Linked DNA regions of Mus musculus: region 2 is linked to region 1. A link is a contact called in public Micro-C data. All regions are on one chromosome and are shown on one strand. The core of a region is the stretch at or near the end of the contact, and the rest is flanking DNA. Distances in the headings are between cores, read along the strand shown.

Region 1 (6,187 bases), core at 1,887-4,386:
AGGAAAAAGAAGGGCTCAACCTGGGCTGGAGACAAAGCTCTGTTTACCCTCTCGGCCCCCGCACTCACAGATACCTTCTAAGTACAATAAAAGAAAAACGGTTATACATGTCTCTGGGTTGTGGCTGAATGGGGTCAGGCTGTGGGGCCCTTTGGAGGGAGAGCTAGGGCACAAACAGGAAATCAGGCGAGGCTTCCATTGAGAAGGTGTTCGCCAGGTTCTTCCTGGACGCCCTTCCCCTGCATCTCTGGGGAGGACCGTCACCCATCACTTTTCTCTTTGGAGAAGCGTTTTCATTTGGCCCTTCCTGGAGTGTCATGGTCTCGGGACTCCAGTGTGGCCCCTCATGTATGTTTTGGGGAAACTGGGAAGACTTTGTGATGACAATAAGCATGGATGCTCAAGTAACACCTGGGTGACATTGGATAGCGAATGTAAAGTTTGCTGAGGTTCAGTTTCATGTTTCACCCCTGGCTGCAAGGTGCAAGCACAATAGAGAGAGATGAGCAAGACTCTCTGGGGTGGGGGAAGCAGAGGAGAAAGTGAAAGAAAAAATGGAACCCTTGGGTCTTGTGTAAGTGCAGGACTGCTCAGCATAGGAGTGCTCAGGACAGGAGTACTCAGCACAGGAGTGCTCAGAACAGGAGTAATCTGCACAGGAGTGGTCAGGACAGGAGTGCTCAGGGCAGGATTACTCAGCACAGGAGTGCTCAGTGCAGGAGTGCTTGGTGCAGGAGTGCTCAGCTCAGGAGTGTTCAGGACAGGAGTGCTCAGGATAGGAGTGCTCAGGGCAGGAATGCTCAGCACAGGAGTACTCAGCACATGCATGCTCAGGGCAGGAGTACTCAGGACAGGAGTGCTCAGGGCAGGAGTACTCAGTGCAGGAGTGCTCAGTGCAGGAGTACTCAGCACAGGAGTGCTCAGTGCAGGAGTGCTTGGTGCAGGAGTGCTCAACATAGGAGTACACAACACAGGCATGCTCAGGACAGGCATGCTCAGGGTAGGAGTACTCAGGACAGGAGTGCTCAGGGCAGGAGTACTCAGGGCAGAAATGCTCAGCACAGGAGTACTCAGCACAGGAGTGCTCAGGGCAGGAGTACTCAGGACAGGAGTGCTCAGGGCAGGAGTACTCAGTGCAGGAGTGCTCAGTGCAGGAGTACTCAGCACAGGAGTGCTCAGTGCAGGAGTGCTTGGTGCAGGAGTGCTCAACATAGGAGTACACAACACAGGCATGCTCAGGACAGGCATGCTCAGGGTAGGAGTACTCAGGACAGGAGTGCTCAGGGCAGGAGTACTCAGGGCAGAAATGCTCAGCACAGGAGTACTCAGCACAGGAGTGCTCAGGGCAGGAGTACTCAGTGCAGGAGTGCTCAGTGCAGGAGTGCTTGGTGCAGGAGTGCTCAACATAGGAGTACACAACACAGGCATGCTCAGGACAGGCATGCTCAGGGCAGGGGTACTCAGGACAGGAGTGCTCAGGGCAGGATTACTCAGCACAGGAGTGCTCAGTGCAGGAATACTTGGTGCAGGAGTGCTCAGCTCAGGAGTGTTCAGGACAGGAGTGCTCAGGATAGGAGTGCTCAGGTCAGGAATGCTCAGCGCAGGAGTACTCAGCACATGCATGCTCAGGGCAGGAGTACTCAACACAGGCATGCTCAAGACAGGAGTGCTCAGGGCAGGAGTACTCAGGACAAGAGTGCTCAGAGCAGGAGTACTCAGGACAGGAGTGCTCAGGGCAGGAGTGTTCAGGGCACAGCACAGGAGTACTCAGCACAGTGCTCAGTGCAGGCATGCTCAGTGCAGGAGTACTCAGGACAAGAGTACTCAGTACAGAGTGTTTGGTGTAGGAGTGCTGAGTGCAGGAGTGCTCAGTGTAGCAGTGCTCAGTGCAGGAGTGCTCAGGGCAGGAGAGTTCAGCGCATGAGTGCTCCGTGCAGGAGTGGTCAAGAGCCAGGTCAGGGGTTAGAGGACTCTGAGATCCAGACAGCCAGATGGGAGCCTTCTCCACCTGGGGTAGCCCTAAAGTCCAGAGAGATAGGCATAGCCATGTAGGCCTGCTTTAAGGCCACCCCCAGCCCCCCCCCCGCCCTCAACATTTGACCTTCAAGTGACTCATGGGTAGTCACACCAGCATGTCTAAGGGGATTTTTTTTCCTTTATAGGTAGTTTCAGCCCGCAGAGTCATTTCTCCTTGTAGTGCCCTGGTGGTGGGGTGTGGTGATGAGCAGCATGGTTGATTTTCATGTCTGAGAATGGAACCTGGTGCCTCACCATGCTCTGTGAGGGCTCTTCCCTGGAGCCCAGAAGGGTGATTTCCGCAATGAACTGGGCTCTGGGGAGGAGGCCGGGTTCCCTCTTTGATGGTGTTAGCCTACAGCCTACTCTGACTACCTCACAAGCAGCAGGCCCTGGCACTGACCCAGGGCCCTCACTGCAAGTGCGGTGTGCTGCGAAGAAAGTCTGAGGACAAAGGGCCAGAGCCTCTGGGTTCAAAATCTGTGAAAGGGAACCTTTGGCCTGCTGATAGGAGCTGAGGCCTTCTTGTAAGCCCTAGTTTTACCCCAGACCCCAACTCTTGAGCTTACCTGGAAAAACAAACAAGCCCTCAAGCCTCTCTTCTCTTCCACCCTCCGTCCTTCTCTCTCCTCTCTTCCTTTTTCCAAAGGTGGGACACCTGTGTGGTCTGCTGACTGGGAGGGACCTGAAGTCACTCCCTCCTCCATTTTCCTCCCTCCCCTTCCTTCCGTCCACGACCATTCTCTTCCCTCGCCTTTCTCCTTCTCCTATGCTCTTTTCTGCCCTTTACTCCTCCTCCTCTTTCCCCTTCCTCAAACCTACTGGCAGCGAACCCTGGGCTCAGGCAAGTTTTCTCAACATCTGAACTATAGTCCCAGTTTAACCGGCGCTTCTTAAAACATGCTCGGAGGTCGGAGAAATGCAGGGTTTTTTCGTTTTTTTTTTTTGTTTGTTTTGTTTTTTTTTGTTTTTGTTTTTGTTTTTTTTTCCTTTTCAAAGCATCTCAGACCCTCAAGAGTTTTGCTAGTAGCGGCCTTGGAGGGCGAGCCTTTTTGGGAACCTGGGGCGCTCAACCCACCCGCAAATTGACAGGCGCCATCTGCTGGCGGCTGTGCGCAGCACCGCGACCACGGCAGTGAAGTGAAAGCGAAAGCCGCGGGACCCAGGCGCGCTCCCCGCGAGGGCGTCGCTGCGCACCCAGGAGATCCAGTTTGAGAAGAAGCAGATTCCAGAAGCTCTCCTGAGCTGCCGCTCCGCAGCCGCAGGTGAGTTCTTTTGGATAGAACCCGAGAGTTAGCAGGAGTGCGGCCCATTCCCAAACCCTTGGCGTCATCATCCGGTTCCCCACTCCTCGTCCCCTGTCTTGGGTCTTCTGCCGCTTACTCCCTGCCCCGTGTCCTCTGCTCCGTGCCCCTGCCCCACCCAGTGTCCCAGGTCCCCTGTCCCTCACCCCTTGCCCAAGGTCCTCTGCCCCACCCCCTTGCCCTGCGTCCCCGGTCTTCCGTCGGGCGCCGCCGGCCCAGCGCCCCTACTCAGAACCTTCTGTCCCAAGCCATCTAAGGCTACCGAACCCACCCGCATCCCGCCCCTGCACCGGGTCTCCTGGCTCTTAAAGACCCGAGGAATGGGGGCAGTGTGTCTTCTTGGGCTAACACCAACAAACTTCAGGGAGATGGATGTGGTGGCAGCAGACCGCCCCCTCCCCCACCCCCACCCCCGTGCTGTGTGTCTGAGTGTCTGTGTGTCTGTGTGACTGTGTGTGAGAATAATGCAGCCTTCCCAGCTCCGTCAGACAGTCAGTCCTAGGAGAGACTTATCTAGGAGGGGGTCTTTCCGGTGAACAAGAAGCCTCAGGGTGGATTTGGGGCAGGAGGCTCGTAACCAGGGTTGGAACTCCACAGACCTCATTTCTCCCTTTCTTTCCGCAGAACCCACCATGGCGCTGTCCTACCTGAGGCCCTGGGTCTCTCTGCTGCTGGCGGACATGGCTTTACTTGGGTTGCTACAAGGATCTCTGGGAAATCTGCTTCCCCAGGGGCTGCCAGGACTCTGGATAGAGGGCACCCTGCGACTTGGAGTGCTGTGGGGACTGCTAAAAGTGGGAGAGCTGCTGGGACTTGTGGGGACCCTTCTGCCCTTGCTCTGCCTTGCCACTCCCCTGTTTTTCTCGCTAAGAGCTCTGGTGGGAGGCACCGCGAGCACCTCAGTAGTCCGAGTGGCTTCTGCCTCTTGGGGCTGGCTGCTGGCTGGCTATGGGGCTGTTGCGCTGAGCTGGGCCGTGTGGGCTGTGCTGAGCCCGGCTGGAGTCCAGGAGAAGGAACCAGGCCAGGAGAACAGAACACTGATGAAGCGGTTGCTGAAGCTGTCCAGGCCGGACCTGCCTTTCCTCATAGCTGCCTTCTTCTTCCTTGTGGTGGCTGTGTGGGGTGAGAGGAAGAGACCACTGTGAGAGGGAGGTGGGAGAAGGGCCTTGCCAGGGCACAGCCTCCTTATCTTTCTTGCCTCTTTCAGGGGAGACATTAATCCCTCGCTATTCGGGTCGTGTAATTGACATCCTGGGAGGTGATTTCGACCCCGACGCCTTTGCAAGCGCCATCTTTTTCATGTGCCTGTTCTCTGTTGGGAGGTGAGAGATGATTGGCTTCAGGTCCCTGTAGTAGATGCGACTGGACAGGAACTGACTTTGCACAAGGCACAAATTATGTATACAGAGTTCTGCCTGCATGTACACCTACAGGCCAGAAGTGGGCACCATATCCCAGTATAGATGACGGTGAGCCACCAGGAGGTCTCTGGGAATTAAACTCAGGACCTATAGGAAGAGCAGCCAGTGCTCTTAACTTTTGAGTCATCTCTCCAGCCTGCCTTTGACTCTTTTTATCCGGACCCAGGAGCCTGCAATCTCAAGTAAACAAATAAAAATGGGGCTGCTTGGCTGGGCTTTGACTAGGATAAGAGGACCCAGATACAGAGAGTGCAGGATCTCTCTCTCTCCCTAGTCTTTCATTAGGCCTCCATTCTAGTTTTGCTGGTTTTGTTTCGTCTTTTCTCTTGTGGACTCCTTATGGACTCCTTGTGGACTCCCGACTCAGGCTTTATGTCTCTTAGGTATCCCTGTAGCTTTGACTATTGTGGTTCATACTGATCTCTTTCTGCAATTAGCATCTATGAACCTCCCTTCTACCTTTGGATCTACTCTGTCTTCTTTGGAGGATTTTCCTGTTGTAGATCCTTAGGTGTGGCCCGTTCTCAGGTATGTCCTTTTCTAAACTATGCACTGTCTTTCTTTTGTGGTCAAGGGTAGGCATGTGCACTAGAGGCCCAAGGACAGCTTGCTGGAGTCAGCCCTGTCCTTCCACTGTGTGGGGTGCAGAGATGGAACTCACACACGGTGGCAAGTGCCTTTATCACCTGAGATGCACCACACAGTGCACTTTGATTTCTTAAAAATATTCTTCCTTCGGTGGAGGGAGCAACAGTGTCAATTGGCCAGACCAGACCACCCCCCCCCCCAGCTCCTGGGCACTGGACCACCAATCAAAGAATACCCATGGCTCCGGCCGCATATGTGGCAGAGGATAGCCTTGTTGGACATCAGTAGGAGGAGAGGCCCTTGGACCTGAGGGTGTTCAATGCCCCAGTGTAGGGGAATGCCAGGAAGGGAAAGACAGGAGTGGGTGGGTGGGGGAGCACCCTCATAGAGGCAGGGGGACGGGGGATGAGATGGGGGGTTCTGAAGGGGAGACCTGGGAATGTAAATAAAAAAAAATCCACTAAAAAAAGAAGCAAAAGAAAGAAAGAACAAGAAGAAAAGAGAGAGAGAGAAAAAAGGAAAGACAAAAACAAAACAAAACAAAACAAAACAAAACAAAACAAAACAAAAAAGCCGGGCAGTGGTGGTGCACACCTTTAATCCCAGCACTTGGGAGGCAGAGGCAGGCGGATTTCTGAGTTCGAGGCCAGCCTGGTCTACAAAGTGAGTTCCAGGACAGCCAGAGCTATACAGAGAAACCCTGTCTCAAAAAACCAAAAAAAAAAAAAAAAAAAAAAAAAAAAAGGAAAAACTATTCTTCCCTCTGCTGGATCAGGTTCTTATGGCAGATGATTTTCAGATGCAGTTTCACACCTGGCTCTGTTTTATAAACCCGGTTGTTCCAGGGGCACTGCTGCT
Region 2 (6,187 bases), core at 2,303-4,802, 410 kb after region 1:
GGGCGAAGCCCGGCTCTGAGCTCCACCCCCTTCTTCCTCCCTGTACCTCCCACCCAGGGTCTGAGGCAGGGCCAGGCCCTCTTCCCGGGTCCCCACTCCTTCCTCTCCTTTTGGAATCCTCAACTTCTGAAGTGAATGTCACTCCATGTTCTTTCCCTGCCCCACCCTTGGACTCTCCTGCGTGGGTGCAGTCTCCACTCCAAGCCCCACCTGCCATCTTGTCTTGTGGGACAGTTGCCTCCCCTCATCTCAAGTGGCTCATCCGATACAAGGGTGGAAGACATTCCATCCCACCCGTCCCTCAATGGTCTTTGTGTGGCCTTCTCTCCCTCTCCGCCCTACACTGGACAATGGACTTGTCTGTTGCGTTCTGAGGAGCAATCTATCCTTCACCCCCAAGTCCACAGCCTGATGGGGCTCGTCTCCTAGTGAGGACTCCTCATCCTGTGGCTGGAAGCTGCACCTGACACTCCTCACAGGCTCACCTGGGGACTGACTGCCTCAGTACTGTCACCTCCATGGGGCTGACACCCACCATGGGGCTGGCTCGTGTAACTCAGAGATCCCTGCCCGTGCCAGGGCTGAGCATACTCCAGATGCCAATTTCTGCTTCCCCCTAGCCTCACCCCTGCCCCAGGTAGTGGTCTTCAGGGTCCTGGCCGGGCACCATCTAACCAAATTCTGGAGAGGCAGACGCCAGAAGCTGCTCTCTGCTCCCTGGGGCCTTAGGGAGAAGACCCTGACCCTGGAGAGAAGGAGAGGAGGGCGCTTAATTTATTTCTTTTTTTTTTTTTTTTTTTTTTTTGAGGTACCTCCGTCTCTGAGCCAATTTTCATTTCCTCCCAGTGGCGTTGGCCACCCCTGCCTCCCACTCTAGACCCATTCCTAAAACCCAGGAGGTAGACTGGGGGGAAGGAGGAACGGGTGGGGTACAGTTTTGTGTGGTTGGTTTTTATTATCTGGATAACAGCAAGCAACTGAAAATAAAGAGAAAGAGAGACGTGGGGTTCTCTGCGGCCTGTTGTACTTCAGTGGTTGATATCCATATCTTCTGATCCCAGGTTAGCAGGTGTAGCTTCTGTGTAAGTTGGGGACCCCAGCTGCTGCGGGCATTCCTCGTCATCCACGCAGGCTTGGGCCCAGGCTGTTATCCTCACAGGCACCTGGTTAATGGCAAAGAGGCAAGGTGGCTGAGGTCTGGAGGGGCTCCCTGGCCAGGAGGGAGGGCCCTGCTAGTTTAGTCACCCAACAATATGCAAGTAGTCTGGTGACCAGGACAGTGTGGGAGAGTTTCAGGAGTGAAATGCTAACTTGAGGCTGGGTCTTCAGTCATGGAGGAGGAGCAGCAGGGGACTCACAGGCACCCAGTCTTTCCTCCAGTAGCAGCACCTGGTCGCTGAGGGACTCAATTCTGTCACCCCGGCCCCAAAGCTCAGCCACCTGTTCAGGCCGCAGCTCTTCAGGGGGCATGGGCAGCACTGCTCGAACCCAGGCCCCAGCCTGTGTGGCCCACTACAAAGAAAAGCAGTACTTGAGGATGCTGGCAAGGCCCCAGGAACACTGGCACCCATGCCTCTCCCAGCTGCTCACCTGCTCCAGCTTCTCCAGACGCCCACGAAGCTCTGCAACCTCCCACCTCAGGGCTCGCTCCTCTTCGCTGTCTGCTTCCCGAACTAGGACAAAGGAAAAAGAGAGTGTGGCCTTCCCCCGCAGCACAGACCAGGCCCACCCCACAGGCAACCCACACTCACCTGCCACACTGAGGATGCTGGCACTTGTCGGGGACTCTGGAGGCCCCCCTGCACAGGTGCGTCCATCGAGACCCAGCACCAGGGGGTGTGGACAGCTGCACAAGAAGCTGCCCAGTGTGTTGAGGCAGCCATGAGAGCAGAGGGTAAGGCTGGCCCTGCATTCATCGACATCTAGTTACCAGAAAGAGAAGAGAGCTCAAGGGGGCAGGCAGGATGCAGGGTGAGTGGGGCAGTCCCCATCTCAGCACCCACCCCCATTGCCCATGTGTGTGTGTGTATGTGTGTGACAGGGGGAGGGGGACCATCCTGCTCACCCACGTGGCAATGCTTTCCTCCCCAGCCTGGGGCACACTCGCACCGGTCTGGTCCAGTGCAGACACCTCCATTAAGACAAGGCTTGGAGCAGATGGCTGGGGTCCATTTGAGAAGACAGTTAAGACCCAGACACAGGGCCAGCTCCCAGCAAGCCTCCCACAGCCTGAAGTCCCAGCCTCCTCACCATCACAGGTGAGAGCTCCTGGGTGTGGCTTCTTCCAGCCCTGACAGCACACCACGTGTGTCTGTGGTACCTCCCGCCTCACCTCCCGCCAGGCCACACGGTATGTGGTCCTAGAACACAGAAGCAGGCTCATATCTGTAGGTACCCATCCTGGACTTGCCTCTTGGGGTCCCTTTGAGACCTGGGAGCCTTAGGGGCTTCACCTCTCACCTGTAGGTGCTACATATGCGCCTCCCCGCACACAAGGTCAGGTAGGGTTTGTACACCGGTTGACTATAGGACTCGTTGTAACGGAGAGGAACCAGCAGCGTCTGCTTGGAGCACACTCCCAAACTGTAGGCACACCAGGGAGGAGGAGGGTGTCGGGCCCTCAGCACCTCACACAGCTGAGACCAGGCGCCCCCCTCCCACCCTGGCATCTCGCCTTCATTCTGAACTTTCAATTTTCTGTCCCATGGCAAACCCCATCCCAGCAAAGCCCTCCCCATTGGCTGTCACCTCTCTTTGAAAGATCCTCCTCTGGTCCCTTCGCCCGTCATCAGCACCAGGAAGAATGAGAGTCCTCGTAGGGAAATGCACAGCTCAGCCCAGAGCCCCATGGCTCCCTCACTCTGAGGGCTGCAGACAAGTGGTTATTGGAGCTCTTCCCTTCTCCTTGGGTCTCTAGGTGAGGCCCTCCTAAAGCAATCTGACTTGGTGGTCAGGACACTGACTTTCCCAAGCCACTCCCATGGTCTGCAGTGGCCTGCACACCTAACCAACGTGCCCTGCCAGTACCAAGTCATGGTCCCTCCGTCCTCAGCCAGGCTCACCACTCTAAATGCTCCTGGCCAGCCTTCCTGCACATCCCTTGCACACTGCCTTAGAATATGTCACCTTCACAAGTGTACACACCTTATACCCCGACCCAAGCATCCACCGCTCCCCCACACTCTCATCATACCGACACCCCTCACTCAGAAGCCCTCCCCCTCCCTCGTCCCCACTGGAAGGTGAAGTGATGTGGGTTCTTCCCACCACTGACTTCCTCTCCCTACCTACCCACTTCTCCTCTTCCTACCTGTTTCCCTGTCCAGGAGGCTGCAGCAGCAACAGCCCCAGCAGCCGCAGCTTACACTGGTGGGTGGGCCTCTCTGGCTGAGAAGATGCAGAGGGGCTGGACCACACAGCAGTCTCCCTCCCACTAGCTCCTCAGACCCAGGCTGGTTGGCTCAGTAGACAGGCCCTGCCTTCCTCACCTTCTTCTCTTCAGCCAAGTGTTGCTCCAGCAGGACCTACACAATTTCGGAGGTCCCTGAATTATGGACCCCAAATCAGAAGTTCCCGGCTCTAATAGCAACCAGTACCCCACCCCCTTTCAGCCTAAGAGACTGTGGGATAATGTGAGGGCAGGGAGAGAGGGCGGGAGACAAAGCAAGAGCAGGTCATGGCCAAGTAGGCCAGATCGGCTGAGGAAAGAAAGCGGCCGTCACAGAAGGGCAGGGGCAGCCCAAGGCACCAAGGGAAAAACTGTCTCCATCTCTTGATGGCATTTGTTGGGGGCTGAGGGGCACCACCCCCAAGCCAGAACAGACAGGGCCCTATTGTCTCAGTCTAAATTCCTCCTCCCAGGCAAAGGGAGATTCACTGTACAGCCCCTCACCCGGTCCTGGCCTCCAAAGGTCAAGGGGGATGACACATGCCCACTCTGACCCTCAGCCCCCTTGTCTAGTCTGGGGGTGGCATGTCAATTCCACCCATGAGGCCGAGGCCCAAACTGGCAGAGCCTGGGGCTTAGCCCCCTAACCCTAGGCTGGGACAGGAAGAGAATTGTCTTCAGCAGGAAAGAACCCGCAGAGTCAGGAACCCACACAGAATGGGCATTGAGAGGAAGGAAACACCAAGGGGGTCCCCACCCCAGACCAAGCATCCGGGCATCCAGGCCCCAGGCTCTCTATTCCCACCCTCCTGGGGGAGCCCAGTTCCCCTTCACCTGGGAATAAGCCAAGCCACGCTGAGGAAATGGATCTTTTATTTCTATAAATACAGGGACCACCCACTCAAGGGTAGTTAAAAGAGGGGCTGGGGCCTCAAAGAACCTAGGCTCCCAGGGGATACCCCAACACTGATCATAGGGACTGGGGGATCCCCAAACCTGAGATGGGCCTTGCAGGCCACAGATATTCCCCAACACTGACACTTCAAAAGTGGAATTGTCCCCATAGGGGAGCCTCAGAACACCCCCTCTTATGGGTGCCCCTCTTGGTGGGGAGGCTAGCCACAGGGAAGTTGAGAAAAGAGGGAAACGGGGATAACAGAAGCTAAAAATGTCCTGAGTGGCCTGGAAGAAGACCCCTGAGGTGGGCAGGGGCTGGGTTCTCCTCCGATACAGCCAGACCCGGAGAAGCAACAGCAGCGGTGAAGCCACAGTTAAAAACCTGGCACTTGCTTCCCAACCTCAGCCGTGGCAGAAAGGGAGAGCGTGGAGGCGTCCCCAAGTGAGGACATGAGGTAGGGGACCAGGACTTGTCATTCACAGAGGAGCAGGGGGGGAGGGGGGAGGGGAGCCCTGGTGGGGGTCGGGCAGTGTGGGAATGACAAGATGGTTGCAGGCATGCCAGAGCCTGGCATCTGCTTCCCAAGGCCACCGCTTGATCTCTGGGCTGGGGAATTCCTGGAGACCACTGAGGACATCTTCAGGAGAGCCACGGCTCAATGCAAGTATCGTAGAGCGTACGGTTAGAGTGCCACGTGGTGTGAGAGATGCCAGCCATGGGACACCTCACTATGGCCCCCCGGGCCAGGAGAGTCTTCAACCCAAAAGAATCTCGAAGATACACCTTCGAGGTGGGCCGAGGGCCATGGAAACATGGAAGAAAGAGAGACAGGAGTGAGACGCTGCTCATGTCCAGACCAACCTCTCCCTCCCTCATGAAGCAGGAGTCAGAGGCAGAAGGAGCCCCAGAGTGAAGTGGAGACAAAGGGAGGGGGAAGGCAAGTCTTTGGAGGGGCTTACCGGCTGCTCCTCCATCTCCAGAACTGTCTCATTGGCATCATAGAAACCAAAGAAGCTGCAAAGACATGTATGTGCATAGAGGTTATCAGGAGAACCAAGGAAAATTCATGTGCATTAGTGCCCCCACAGAGACTCATGGCCCCGGGAGACAGGCAGCCTAGAGCACACTCAAAGGCTAAGAAGTTAGGGGGCATCTGCGGTAGTACACGCCTTTAATCCCAGCACTTGGGAAGCAGAGGTCGAGGGCAGCCTGGTATAAAAAGTGAGTCCTGCGGCCAGGGTTCTGTTACACAAAGAAACCCTGCCTCGAAAAACCAAAATAAATAAATAAATAAATAAATAAATAAATAAAAAAGATAGAATTTAAGATCTAGAGAACTGGTTCAGAACAGCATAGCCAGCCTGTTACACAAAGAAACCCTGCCTCGAAAAACCAAAATAAATAAATAAATAAATAAATAAATAAATAAATAAATAATAAAGATAGAATTTAAGATCTAGAGAACTGGTTCAGAACAGCATAGCCAGCCACTCCTCCAGGGGAGTTGGGCTCAATCCCAGCACTCAACATGGCGTCTCCCAACCCTTTGTAGCCCCAGTTGCAGGACATCTATGCCATCTCATGGCCTCCCTGAATATAGGCATGCGCATGATACACACACAAGCAAACCAGTCATACACATAAAATTTTAAATAAAATAATTGCCTGGTCGTGGTGTTGCACACCTTTAATCCCAGCACTCGGGAGGCGGAGAAGCAGGTGGATCTCTGAGTTCCAGGCCAGCCTGGTCTACAGAGTGAGTTCCAGGACAGCCAGGGCTACACAGAGAGAGATCCTGTTCCAAATAAATACTTTTTTAAAAAGCAAACACCTTAAGTTTGGGAGCGGGAGAGACAGGTAAGAGCAGCAGGTAAGAGCAATGGCCGCTCTCCCTAGGATGC

What was found. Hi-C and Micro-C count contacts between places; a contact is called where the count stands out from the background.
Region 2: a contact with region 1 is called in a Micro-C map of the G1E-ER4 cell line, with 4 times the contacts expected there. The contact joins the promoter of Egfl8 here to the promoter of Tap2 in region 1. A contact is called at or near these places in 2 of 39 promoter capture datasets (embryonic stem cells and stem cell-derived epiblast-like cells), 4 of 484 Hi-C or Micro-C datasets (the G1E-ER4 cell line, cerebellar granule neurons, embryonic stem cells and 1 more), 4 of 115 datasets of contacts at active chromatin or transcription factors (T-cell acute lymphoblastic leukemia, bone marrow-derived macrophages, large pre-B cells and 1 more) and 4 of 9 other capture datasets (adipose tissue, embryonic stem cells, liver and 1 more).

Annotation. Positions count from the first base shown.
Region 1 is chr17:34,201,343-34,207,529 of GRCm38.p6, forward strand. Tap2 (transporter 2, ATP-binding cassette, sub-family B (MDR/TAP)) reads left to right here and starts at 3,137. Exons shown (of 12, transcript NM_011530.3): 1 at 3,137-3,281; 2 at 3,945-4,442; 3 at 4,528-4,642. The coding sequence starts at 3,953. Psmb8 (proteasome (prosome, macropain) subunit, beta type 8 (large multifunctional peptidase 7)) reads left to right here. Exons shown (of 6, transcript NM_010724.2): 6 at 1-112.
Region 2 is chr17:34,612,419-34,618,605 of GRCm38.p6, forward strand. Egfl8 (EGF-like domain 8) reads right to left here and starts at 3,553. Exons shown (of 9, transcript NM_152922.3): 1 at 3,489-3,553; 2 at 2,749-2,868; 3 at 2,461-2,583; 4 at 2,251-2,360; 5 at 2,066-2,161; 6 at 1,752-1,922; 7 at 1,591-1,673; 8 at 1,359-1,512; 9 at 932-1,163. The coding sequence starts at 2,849. The coding sequence ends at 1,120. It overlaps Ppt2 (palmitoyl-protein thioesterase 2), which reads right to left. Exons shown (of 9, transcript NM_001302396.1): 8 at 5,246-5,300; 9 at 4,244-5,069. The coding sequence ends at 4,926. It overlaps Agpat1 (1-acylglycerol-3-phosphate O-acyltransferase 1 (lysophosphatidic acid acyltransferase, alpha)), which reads left to right. Exons shown (of 7, transcript NM_001163379.1): 7 at 1-1,031. The coding sequence ends at 19.